Linked DNA regions of Mus musculus: regions 1 and 2 are each linked to region 3. A link is a contact called in public Hi-C and HiChIP or PLAC-seq data. All regions are on one chromosome and are shown on one strand. Each heading gives the region's core, a stretch centred on a gene start, on an enhancer-like site or on the middle of the called end of the contact. The rest is flanking DNA. Distances are from core to core; before and after follow the strand shown. Region 1 has its middle 53 kb from the start of Ptgfrn. Region 2 holds the start of Ttf2 (transcription termination factor, RNA polymerase II). Region 3 overlaps Ptgfrn (prostaglandin F2 receptor negative regulator).

Region 1 (3,827 bases), core at 676-3,175, 93 kb before region 3:
GGGAGTCATAGCAACCTCCAGGAATATTTGACTCCTCTGCCCGGGAGTGATACTTTCAGATGTCCACAGGGAGAGTACGTCACATGGCCCACCATGGTAATGGTTTTGGGACTAGGTGCCAGCCTTGTTTCCATCAAGACAAGAGAAAGGGTGCTGTTGAGAACTGTTAAGGAACACTCACTACATCTGTGTGAGACTGATGTTTTAATGTGCCTCAGTTTACCAATCTGTATAGTGGGAAGGACAGCACCTATCCAGAGTGTGAGAAATGATGTGAACGCACATACAGCATTCTGGCCATTGAGTGAGCCAGCACTGGTGACATCCTGGCTCTAATCTGAATCGAATAAATGTACGGGACCTGACATAGCTCCTTTGATTCTATTATTTTACTTTATAACACAAACACATTATGTATGTTTTTACGTCTCAAACATAACATTAAATGATAAGGTATGCACAGTTGACGTTAGGCGTGGTTGACATTCTTAGACTGATTTCAAATACGTAAATATACCAAAATACTAAAAATGTGGTCACTCTGGTGGGTGATGGCTCCGGTGACAAGCTGACTTGTGTGCAAGCATCAGGACCTAAGTCTGGATCCCTAGCACCCACGTAAAAGCCTTATGGTGGCTTTGTGTCCTTAACCCCAGAACAAAAGGGGTGGGGGCCGGAGCAGGATGGAGACAAATGGATCCTAAAGCTCACTGGCCAGCCAGCCTACTGCTGAACTGCTGAGCCTCAGGCTCAGGGGGAAATCCTAACCCTACTCCCACCCACACCAAAAGGACCAATAGTGTTTGCATCTCAAATGCTCTGTCTGGCTTCTGACAGGTGAGGTATTCCATGTCTCATTCAGACACTGTAGCCTCAGAGCCTGTAGCAGCTCCAAGCCAGCATTGTTACTTTTGGCCTCCACACCTAGGCATACTGTGTACAAATTCCACCCCCACACAAATAGATACATTTTTAAAGTTGTAATGGCCAACCACAATGACTTGTACTGACTTGGAAACTCTGGAACATCAATCTGATTAGTTCAAACCAGACGTGGAGTGTGAGTCACCCAGATAAATCACCAACTCTCTGGTCTACTTGGGGAGTGATGGGGGGATGGCCTATGCCTGGACTCACCGCGTAAACAAAAGTCACCCTCATTTACTAACAGAGAAGATCTATTTCCTGCTGAGCACTTCTAGTAGGGGCTTTGGGGCAAAGGGTCAAATACGCTCTGCTGGAATCTGCTTCCCTTCCCCATCAGGTTTGGCGCTGCAACAGGCTCTCCCTGGCTACAATGTCATCTGAATGAGACTCTGAAAGGCCTCACCTGCCAGAAGCCGGACAGAGCTTTTGAGATGCAAACCCTATGGTCCTCAGAGATGAGAGGATGAGAGAGAGAAGTCACTTTCAAAGCACTGCCTGCCCCCTACTATACACTCGCTAAGCATACACTGCTTGCTCAATCTGCTACGAAAACAGAATTCTAAAATAAGCTGTAGCCTGCTCTCTCAAATTGGAACTTAGAAGAAGACGGATTGGTGTATTTGAGTTAGCTTCATCCTCTTGCACGTACACCCTCCGCCCCACCCCGTACCCACAAGGGCAGCACTGGTTAACAGAACCAGTTAAGGACGGGAAAGACAGACACCGATAATTACGAGGGCAGGCTAGAAGCTGCATGAAAATAAAATACACAGAAGCCAGCAGATGGCAGTTAATCATAATTTTTCCTGCAATTTCTATTAATTGTCGAAGATTCTTCATTCTGTCTACCCATAAGACGAATGATACGCTGATATGGCATAATAAGTAATGTTTCCCCTTTGAGATATTAAATAAGCGTGCTACATAAAGGTTCCCCTCCCACATAACTAGCCCCAGACCTGATTTTTCTCATGCATGTATTTATCATACTATAGCACGCCATGCATATGCATGCCCATATATCTGTACACTCCCCGGCACGCTGCATGCTTGATCAATGTATAATGTTAAAGCCAACGCCCGGGTTCATCTCCAGAAGCAAGACTGAATCAAGGAACTGTTGTTCCTAAAACAGTGCCGAGAAACAATTTAAACCACGTTGTCTGACAGAAATAGCAATGCAAAAATACCTTAGGGAGGCCACTGGGGCAGTTTCCTCTAAGGCTCTTATTACAAGCATTAACAACGTGCACGACCCCTTCCTGGCTGCTGTCCCTCACCCGCCAACCCTTCTAGCCTTTCCCCTTCCCTTCCCTCCCTCTCCCTGAATTTCCATACTGCCTTTCCTTTCCAGATGTCTAGTTCTGTCACTCTGCTTCTCCTGTTCTCTCTCTCTCTCTCTCTCTCTCTCTCTCTCTCTCTCTCTCACACACACACACGCACACACACACACACACACACCAGCCCGCATGTCCCTGGTTTCCTGAGTCTTGCAGGGACAGATGCTGTACCAGGCAGGGTTCTTGATTTCCAACATTACAAATCGACTCTTAGGTAGAAAAAAAAAAAGGAAAAATTATTGGAGAGCACTCAAGTAGTTCACAGAATCGCCAGGAAGCCTGGGAAATTTGGCTCGGTGAACAGGCACGAACCAAAGGATTTGGCACCAAAGTGCAGAGCCAAGGTCACACCATTGAAAACTACCCAGTGGGACTGCCACCAGCATCCAGCTCACCAGTCACTAATGACCACCGCTGACAGTTGACTCTGCGGCGGGATGGTCTACACACCTGAGACCTTTCCTTGGCTTCTCCCGTTCCCAGTCTGGGCTTCAGACCCAATGCCAAGGCCTAGAGGGCGGGCCTTGCGCACAGCTTTCCAAGAGCAGAGCTATGGCTCTGGCTCAGACCACAGCAGGGTCAGGGCACACAGCCCAGAGGCTGGGCGGCTTAGCAGAGTGCAGGACACTGTGAATCTGGAGGGACACTGGATGACACAGGCCAGGTTAAAATCGGTAGCCTCCCTCCACCCTATAGGTTTGGAGATCTGCGCTTCCTAGCGGAGCGGGAATAACTCCGGGGAAAGTTATTTGGCTGGACACATCAGGATTAGTGATCCCAGCTCTGGAAAGATAATGTCTAGTGAGATCCTGCTGCCGCTCAGGCCCCTCCCCGTCCACTCAGTCGCTTCTCAGTCTCAGTCCCAGGCTGAGCAAGGGGCTACAGCTGGGATGTGAACGCTCTTTGTTCTCCGGTTCACTTAGCCACCCTCCATTGCTGCTCCGGAGGACCAGAGGACCGCTCTCTTGACCTCCCACATTTTAACCCTTAATGGAGACTGGTTTCTTTCTAGGGACCAGATTTGCAACCAGATTCCAGGTCTGGCCACAGGCTTTGCTCTCTTCTGCCAGCTGTTCCCAATTAGGAGCTGGTTTAAGCAATTTGAGTGTCTGAGGGTGTCAGTCAACAGGAGTATTTGTTAGTATTTAGTTTCCCTTAGGATCTTAACCCCAGAACTAATGGATTCTCTAATATCCTGAGTTACGAGGTGATTTTTGTAGGTTTTCCAAGAAAGGAGAATAAAATATATGAATAAAATCTCTAGGCAGTGGGCCTGGCGGCCCCTCCCAGTACATGGTAAGTGATGGATGCAGTTCTCTGAGTCATCCTGACAGGACTCTGATTTTGCCTACCTTCTTGGGTCGTGGTGTTAGCTCAGTTCTCATGCATGTTTTAGTGAAGGGTCTTTGTGTGAATCTTCCTGACTTTTTTTTTAAGGTAGGGTTCTGGGGGAGTTCTAGCATAGAGTGAAAAAAGGACTACACACACCTATATTCACTTGGTTTCGGTTTAGTGTTTGAGCATCTATTATAGCCCAAAGACTTGATTATTCTAGAATTG
Region 2 (4,216 bases), core at 1,200-3,699, 100 kb after region 3:
TCCAAAACCACCCCTGTTAATATGATCCGGGGTCTAAACGTTTTTATTTAGCACATCCTAGATTTCTAGAAGGAACATTTTTCCTTGCTGTATGTTATCTGTGTCCATTTTTACTTACTGGATGTGTGCAAGGCGGCTGAGCAGCTTCAGAGGAAATGGTGTCTGGAATGACGCATTTGAGACCTGGACTTTGTCTAGTCTCAAAGTCATCTTGTGCAGGAAAGAACCTGTAACCTGGGGCTGGAGAAATGCCTCCGAGATTAAGAGCTCTTGCTGTATGAGTTCAAATCCCAGCAACCACATGGTGGCTCATAACCACCTATAATGAGATCTGGTGCCCTCTTCTGGCCTGTAGGCATACATGGAAAAGAGGGAGATATATATCTATCTATATCTATATCTATATAGAGAGATATCACCAGACTTTTGGGTACTTTGTGAATTTTTTAAAATTCCACTCTTTTCCACCCCTCTCCTTTCCACCCCCTAACACTAGGTAGAAAAGACAAAAGGGCAGAGGGGGAAAGGGGTGACATTATTGTTAGACAACTTCCTGCTGATTAGGGGCGTCGAGTTTCTTGGGGCAAGTTTGAGCTTCTTCACCATCATATCTAATTTCTTCTTTTCATCTCTTTGCACACAACTGCTTAACAAATCACAGTCAACAGCATCCAACCGCTGAGCAGCCAATCAGTTCCTAGTATCAGGCCCTAGTATTTATATACCCTCTGAAGAGTCCCCAGAATTCCACACACTCTCAGAAACCATCTGCAGCTGGCAAAACCACACCCCTGTTAGAGCATGAGGCAAATTACAGTCAGCTGCTGTGGACAATCTGAAGCAGCCCCACCTGGGGTTAAAACAAACAAACAAACAAACAAAACATTCTTTATATTTCTGTGTTTTTTTAAAGAAACCAAAATTCTCACTACAAGAATCACCGTGGTCCTCTTTCCCCAAACCTTAGTGTTTGTGGTCTCCACCTCCTCAGATGGTATCCACTTCACATGCATATAATACAGATCTTGGAATTGCAATCTAGGAATAAAGAAAATCTGTTTGTATAAACTTTCACTGGAGAACTGGGGTGGGGCGTGCCACACTGCGTGCACTTGGAAATTCATCTCTCTCTCAAGCTCTCCGGGGTTTGCTGCTGACTCCATTCATCTTGACATTTATATACTATTTTATATTTATTTAAGCATTAGGTAGAGGCTAGTTCAGCTTCTTCCACTCAGTAAGCCCCTTGTGGTTAGAACAGTTGCTTTAAATGTATGCATTAAATGAACTTTATATTTCTCAAACACCTACTCCTCTTGGGACACCAAAAAAGCTATTTAGTAAGAACTGCTTAATTCATAAATGATACCTCGGGACTGTCTGGACTCTGAACTCCTAAAACATTTACAGCCTCCATATAGCCCAGACTTCTTAGACATTGCAGCTTTTCTGTCCTCATAGCAGTTGTGTGTGCCACTCCAAGACACATGATCTTCAACTGCTGAAATATGAAGTCATGGCTATTGCAGCCAAGCTCCGATAGTCATTCCTCACCTTCTGCTCACTGAAAGAATCCATTACAAGTTCTTTCCTTTCCTTTTCTTTCTTTTTTTTTTTCTTTTTGGTTTTTCGAGACAGGGTTTCTCTGTGTAGCCCTGGCTGTCCTGGAACTCACTTTGTAGACCAGACTGGCATTGAACTCAGAAATCTGCCTGCCTCTGCCTTCCAAGTGCTGGGATTAAAGGCGTGCGCCACCATGCGTCACTCTCGGTTTTTTAAAAGTACAAATGCAAAATAAGTTCAAAAGGTTTGACAATGCAAAACACACAATGTAAAATTAGTAAGCACGCAAGGTCTTGTATTGCCCTCAGGTTCTTCTCTCAGACCCAGGGCGTCCACACCAGGCGGTCCTTAGAACCTCACCAGGGGAAGGCAGCCTAAGACTCAAAGAGCGCGGAACCTGGAACTGAGATCTGTGCAGATGTTCAATCTTTGGTGACCCCGTGGACGCCCTGCACTCATTTAAAGGTTGCCCGGGGTCCTAAGGGAGTCTTTGTGCTTATTACAGACTATGCAGTAGATTCCCAAAGTTTTAAGGGATGCTCCCGCCTTTTGGCCGCCTCAAGTTGAAGTGTTCCCGCCCACAGTGGCTGCTTCCCGAGCAGGCAAGCGGCTCTGGCTCCCTCTGGGTCTAGTGGTTCCTCTGGAGTCTCCCAAGCTCAGCCTCGTCCACTTCTCTCCAAGTCCTGCTTTCCCCAAGCCAGGGAGCATGCCGGCGTCCTCACTGGAGCTCAGCCACGCCTCCTCACTCCAAGTTTGATTTCAGAGCGCGCCAAGCCTGAGGGAGACTGTAATTGGTTGAAAGTGAGAGACTCTCCCGCTTGATTGGTGGAGTGTTGTGGTGGGCGGGACGGGGCGGAGTCAAAGACGGAAACCCGGCGGGCCAGGGCTTCCTGGCTGCGGTATGGACCTGGTTAAGTGTCCGGAGCACGGTAAGGCCTCAGTCTCGGGATTTCCCTCCCGGGGACTGTGGGACTGGCTTGGAGTGGCCGATGCTGACCTTCTTGTTTCCTCAGGGGACGCCTGCTTCTTAAAGACCGGCGTCCGCGATGGCCCGAATAAGGGAAAGAGCTTCTACGTGTGCCGGACGAACACATGCGGCTTCGTGCAGGCCACCGAGTGAGTCTCCAGCCCGGCCCGGTTACACGGAGTGACCCAGCCTGGTCACTTCAGCTGCCTTGGGACGCGGACTCACCCACACTCCGATCCTTCTAGAGTCTGCTTCAAGTTTCTAGGCACCTGTCTGGCCTTACTTAGCCACTCCCCTTTGCCCCGGCATCCTTTCTGCTCCCTCTAAAAAGTGTAAACAAACAGTGGACATGGGAATTAATTTGCTAGTCTTGTACCAATTTTAGGTCGCCATTTAAATTTTACGTTTAAGGTTAAAACATGTTAATTAGACACAAGCTTTTCTCCTTCATCTAGTGGCATGACGTTAACAACCCAGAGAGAGCCAGAGTCTTTAGGGCAGTGTTTCTCAACCTGCGGGTCACGACCTTCAGGATCTAAGGACGCTTTCACAGGGGTTGCATTTCAGTTATCCTGCAAATCAGATATTTTTACATTGCGATTCAAAACGGCAAAAATTACAGTTATAAAGTAGCAATGGGAATGATTTTATGATTGGGGTCACCATAACTGTTGTAACGGGTATTAGGAAGGTTGAGAACCGCTGCTGTAGGGAGTTAGTGCTGAAAGAAACATCAGAGGTTGATGTGGATCGCAGGTTCTGCAGATGTGAAAGCTGAGACCTAGAAACCTCAAGCATCTTGTCTAAAGTGAGGAAAGTCAAGTGTGACAATCTTTTTTTTTTTTTTTTTTTTTCCCAGACAGGGTTTCTCTGTATAGCCCTGGCTGTCCTGGAACTCACTCTGTAGACCAGGCTGGCCTCGAACTCAGAAATCCGCCTGCCTCTGCCTCCCAAGTGCTGGGATTAAAGTCGTGCGCCACCACCGCCCGGCAAGTGTGACAATCTTAACATACCGGGTGTTGACATTCTCGAAGTGAAATTACACTGTGGTGTCATTTAACATTTCTCCCTGCTCTCTATTCAGCTGGACTTTGTAGAGCATGGTTATTTTTTTTTCAGTATCATAGCTATACTAATATACTAATGAATATTAGTAATATACTAATGAATAGTAGTACTGGAATAACTTGTATGATTTGTGTCTCCACTTTGTACCAGAATTTACTATTTATTTCTAGAAATATTATATAGATAATGTTTCTAAATATACTGAGATTTGGTACCCTGCTCAAATGTTTTAAGACACATGTGTGCTCATGTTTATAGGAATTGTGCATCAATGTTGGTCTTAGGTTTGTTTCAACATTAAAAGAAATGTTCTTGTGGACTGGAGAGATGGGCCAACCTTTAAGAGCACTGGCTGTTCTTCCAGAGGCCCTAGCTTCAATTTCCAGCACCCACTTAGGGGCTGTCAAATGTCTATAACTTCAGTTCCAGGGGATCGGGTGCCCACTTCTGGCCTCTGAAGGCCCAGCATGTACTTGGTGTATAGACACACATGCAGGCAAAATATCCCTAAACATAAAATAGAAATAAATCAATCTTGAAAAAGAGAGTGAAGATTCTTAAACAGTGTGTCACTTACATGGCTACACTGCAATACAGACTAGTACAGTACTTTCACTC
Region 3 (3,789 bases), core at 1,265-3,764:
ACGTTGCTCTCAGTCACGTGGATACCCGCTCTTACCATCTACTGGTGCGAGATGTTAGCAAAGAAAACTCGGGCTACTATCTTTGCCTTGTGGCCCTCTGGGCTCCTGGACACAACAGGAGCTGGCACAAGGTGGCAGAGGCCATGTCTGCCCCGTCTGGTGTAAGCGTGACCTGGCTAGGTGAGTAAGTAGCTTGAGGAATGCCATTTAGCTTCTCTGCTTAATCCTTCCTGCACTCAGGAAGTGTGTGGTGTGCTGGGCATTCTGCCCCATGTAGATGTGTGGCTCAGACAAGTGTCCTTGAGCTCCCAGCTATAAGGAAGCCGGATGGGTTGCAGCAGTGTGGCCAGCAAGGGCAAGCATGGGTGGTGTTTGTCTCCATGCCCCTGCTGGAGGAAGTGGCTTCTTTGTTGTTGAGAGTGTCTGCCTGGGAGAACTGAGGTGAATGGCTCTGCAGTGGCTTTGTTACAGAGACAGCCATTCTCTTCTCTTTACTTAGACTCCTGGGTATTTCTGCCCTGGGCTAGGGCTCCCTAAAGCTCAATGAGAAAGAGCAGCCACTCCTCCAGCTAATGGCGAATGTTTTCTACCCTTGATGCACTGGAAGCCCCTGGTAGTTTTAACTGCAAATATCATTTACAGTAGGGGCCATCTTCCTCCCTGTCTCTCCTCAGGCTCCCAGTCCTGGAGCTGCCCCAGGTGGAGGAGTGGAGGTGTCACCTCACCCCATGCTTTATAGCAGCTTGTAACATGGGAACGTGACTGGTATCCTCACTGTGTCATCCTGCTTGTCATGTATGTGATCCCTGGAGCGCCCTTCCTTATCACATATGTGATTGTGGCTGTGTTCTACTTGTCCTATGTCCTCTGATAGATTGTCATCTCGTTATCATGTGTGCTTCCTGGAGAGTGCTCATTTTGTAATGTGTGTGCTGTGTGCTGCCAGGTAAGCCCTCCTTCATTATGTATGTGCTCCCTTGTGTATGTCTCACGTTTTCATGTGTGCTCCCTGGGAAGTCTTCATTTTGTCATATGTGCTCCCTGGTGTCCTCACTTTGTCATCTGTGTCCTTCCTGCTGTGTTCACTTTGTCATTTGTGTTCTCCCTGCTGTGCCCACTTTATCCTGCTTGCTCTTTGGTATCCCTGCTTTGTCATCTATGTGATCCTACCATGTCTTACATGAGATTGCTGGCTTTGACCTGATCTCTTTCCTGTAGTGCCCCTGGTCTTTTTTCTTATGCATCTGACCATGGGGAGGAATGTGTAGTAGCTCCTTTTGTTCAAGGGTGGTAATGGCCTTGATCATTCAATTCAGCTTAGGTGGGAGGGGCTGGTGGGGTGTGGCTGGCTCCCCACCTGCTTCATTTCCACAGTGGTCAGCCTATGGTCAGCTCTTCACTGCCCTCACAGGGCTTTGAGCCCTGACAAAGACACTTGATTTGTCTTTGATTAAGGAGGCAACACTGATCTTTAAAGGGCAGTAAAAGACTTCATCCTCTGTCTGATGCTAACCCTCCTCCTACATGTGCATGTCTCCAGCTCCTATGGAATTCTTCTCTGTCTTATATAGAGGTCCTATGCTGGCTCAAGGGTGCACTCCCTGTCTGTCTGTCCCTAAGAAATGGATGGGAACTTGTGAATGGTAGTACGGTGCAAGGGAAAGCATCCTTAGAGAGTAAGCGGTAGGGAAAGGCTAGTTGGGACTGAGACTGGGGGGGGGGTGGTAGCCCTGTGAGCAAAGTGGGGCTTTGATATCTAAAGAGCGAAAGGAGCAGGCTTATCTGCTTTCATTCCTGCAGTCAGGAGCCTGCGCTCCGAGGCGCTCTGTGAAGTCCTGGGCTGGAACAATGTTGGCCCAGCCAGGACTCTCCTTAGCAACCTTCAAAATAAAACAGATGTTGTCAGCACCAAGAGAAGAGTTTTCATCTCTGGAGTTGAATCTGTCTCACAGCTCTGATCCTGGTGCATTGTGTGGTGCTGTCAAATCCCCACTCTGGCTTCCTCCCCTCCCCGCCCCCTCCAACTTCTGAGTCCTAGCTCTGGGATTTTTTTTTTTTTTTGTGAAAATTCTGCCTGCACTCCAATTCTGAGGGTTTCTTTGAAGTCCTGGTGTATTGATCCCACATACCCTGGGGGAAGTACAGGCACTGTCAGACATCAGGGGCAAGCTCTGGGAGGGAACGGGCTTTGTAACTGAAGGGATTTGTTGGTGACGTGTTCTCCAGAGACTGAGGGGAAATAAAGAGGCTAAACTGTGGGAAAGACTCCCTGATTATCCTAAGGGTCCTGCCACTCGTTTTCCTGCAGAGTGCCGGTGCCATTGTGAAAGACATGAGTGCACATCTCCAGTGCATGCATGGAGCCCCAGAGCTTCTGTGTGCTTTACACAGACTAGGCCTGCCCCAACATATAGATAGCGTAAAACCCATGCATCCAAACCCAGAACTGTATGCAGGCATGACCGTGGCTTAGAGTATGCAGAGGCCCTTGCATAATTGTGAGCTCACCAGGAGTGTAAACATTATAAAAACAACTGTGTTCTTCTCTGTCTTCCTCTTAAGCCTTCACCCCGGTCTCTGTGACTCATGGTTTGCAGCTGCTTGGACGCTTGTCAGGAGACGAGTCGGGCCTGAGTACAGCCACAGGCCTTTAGTCACAGTCTGCAGACTGCATTCTCTGCCCAGAAACTGAGGCAGCTGACTGACCCTACATGTTTTCTCTAGAAATGTAATTTGTGCATGCCATCAAATACAACTCGGGCCTGTATAAGATAATGAAGATGTGACACACACACACTCACAGACACACACACACACAAAGCCAGGAACACAGCTGACCTGCTAAGTATAGAGGTCATCCTAGGTAGGTGATGTGGACTGTTGTCTCTTAGAGAGTGGGATCCTCGTGCCCATGTGATGCAGCACTTGGTTTTGCACTTGACACATTGAGAATTCTAATTACCATTTATTGAACACCTTTTCCAGGCCCTGACGGAGAACTTTATATGTATTAAATGGTCAGGTGGGAAGTGCTTATGATCATCTTTGGGAAGGAGACTCTTCCCCCATTGGCTAATTCTGGTTTCTTGTCTGGGATGGCTTAGAATTGTGGCTTTAGTTGAATCTGTCCTAGGCATTGTCTTCGTGTATGGGGAATGTCTTTGGCCTTGGAAGTCAGCTCTACCTCCTGAGACAACCAGTCCCAAGTCCTAAAGATGGGCTGTTCCTGTTGTCCCAGTTGATGACGGGGTGGGAACTGTCTTAGCCCATTGTCTTACATGGGCCTACTATCGATGGTCTGAGAAATGAACAACCCTTTGCAGCAGGGTGGGAGGATCTGGTGAATTTTTGTAAGAAGGTGAGAGAAAGGCCTTTTGCTAAGATTTGTATTCCTCTTTGAAGAAGGAAAAGCTCTAGTTGGTTTGCAAAATGAAGAACAAAGCAACAGACATAAAGAAATAATCAAGATCAAAAGAGGCAAAGAGAATCCAAGAGCAGTTATTGCTTGGGATGAGTTAGTTGAGTGGTTGGCATGAATTTGTTGCTGCATTTGAGCACCAAATTTGTAGAGTTTTGAAGGCGAGACAAAAAGAGATGTTCTTATCCAGTTGTCTGAGAAAGAAAACATAAACTTTTGGAGAGGCAAACTTTTTCTTGGCACTGAATTTATCCCATGTTTTTTTCATTTTGGGGTGGAGGTGGGGGCAGTGGATAATTTAATGGCTAGTGCCCACAACTGTTCTTTTACCAAAGGCCTTCAGTGATTGTTCAAATGTATGTTTCTTATAC

Evidence for each region. A called contact is a pair of places that touch in the nucleus more often than the background predicts. HiChIP or PLAC-seq counts read pairs in DNA pulled down with a chosen protein or histone mark.
Region 1: a contact with region 3 is called in an H3K27ac HiChIP or PLAC-seq map of embryonic stem cells, with 15 read pairs. The contact joins two enhancer-like sites. A contact is called at or near these places in 6 of 484 Hi-C or Micro-C datasets (the N1E-115 cell line, cerebral cortex, nephron progenitors and 2 more), 5 of 115 datasets of contacts at active chromatin or transcription factors (double positive thymocytes, embryonic stem cells and heart atrium) and 1 of 9 other capture datasets (adipose tissue).
Region 2: a contact with region 3 is called in a Hi-C map of uterus, with 2.6 times the contacts expected there. The contact joins the promoter of Ttf2 here to the enhancer-like site in region 3. A contact is called at or near these places in 2 of 39 promoter capture datasets (maxillary cranial neural crest and neutrophils), 1 of 15 datasets of contacts at CTCF or cohesin (the NIH/3T3 cell line), 16 of 484 Hi-C or Micro-C datasets (CD4 single positive thymocytes, ECoMG myeloid progenitors, the G1E-ER4 cell line and 12 more), 6 of 115 datasets of contacts at active chromatin or transcription factors (bone marrow-derived dendritic cells, bone marrow-derived macrophages, embryonic stem cells and 3 more) and 4 of 9 other capture datasets (adipose tissue, embryonic stem cells, liver and 1 more).

What each region holds. Positions count from the first base shown.
Region 1 is chr3:101,161,094-101,164,920 of GRCm38.p6, reverse strand. No RefSeq gene overlaps it. Among named protein-coding and RNA genes, the nearest start is that of Ptgfrn, 53 kb to the right of the region's middle. Within about 2 kb of position 1,925, at least 109 of the 459 cell types and tissues checked have an H3K27ac peak or open chromatin away from gene starts, as enhancers often do. A contact at or near this core is called in the N1E-115 cell line, adipose tissue, embryonic stem cells and 2 more, where this site is marked.
Region 2 is chr3:100,967,896-100,972,111 of GRCm38.p6, reverse strand. It overlaps Ttf2 (transcription termination factor, RNA polymerase II), which reads left to right and starts at 2,449. Exons shown (of 23, transcript NM_001013026.2): 1 at 2,449-2,492; 2 at 2,577-2,679. The coding sequence starts at 2,465.
Region 3 is chr3:101,069,201-101,072,989 of GRCm38.p6, reverse strand. Ptgfrn (prostaglandin F2 receptor negative regulator) reads left to right here. Exons shown (of 9, transcript NM_011197.3): 4 at 1-180. Among named protein-coding and RNA genes, the nearest start is that of Gm52612, 38 kb to the left of the region's middle. Within about 2 kb of position 2,514, at least 120 of the 459 cell types and tissues checked have an H3K27ac peak or open chromatin away from gene starts, as enhancers often do. A contact at or near this core is called in the N1E-115 cell line, the NIH/3T3 cell line, adipose tissue and 6 more, where this site is marked.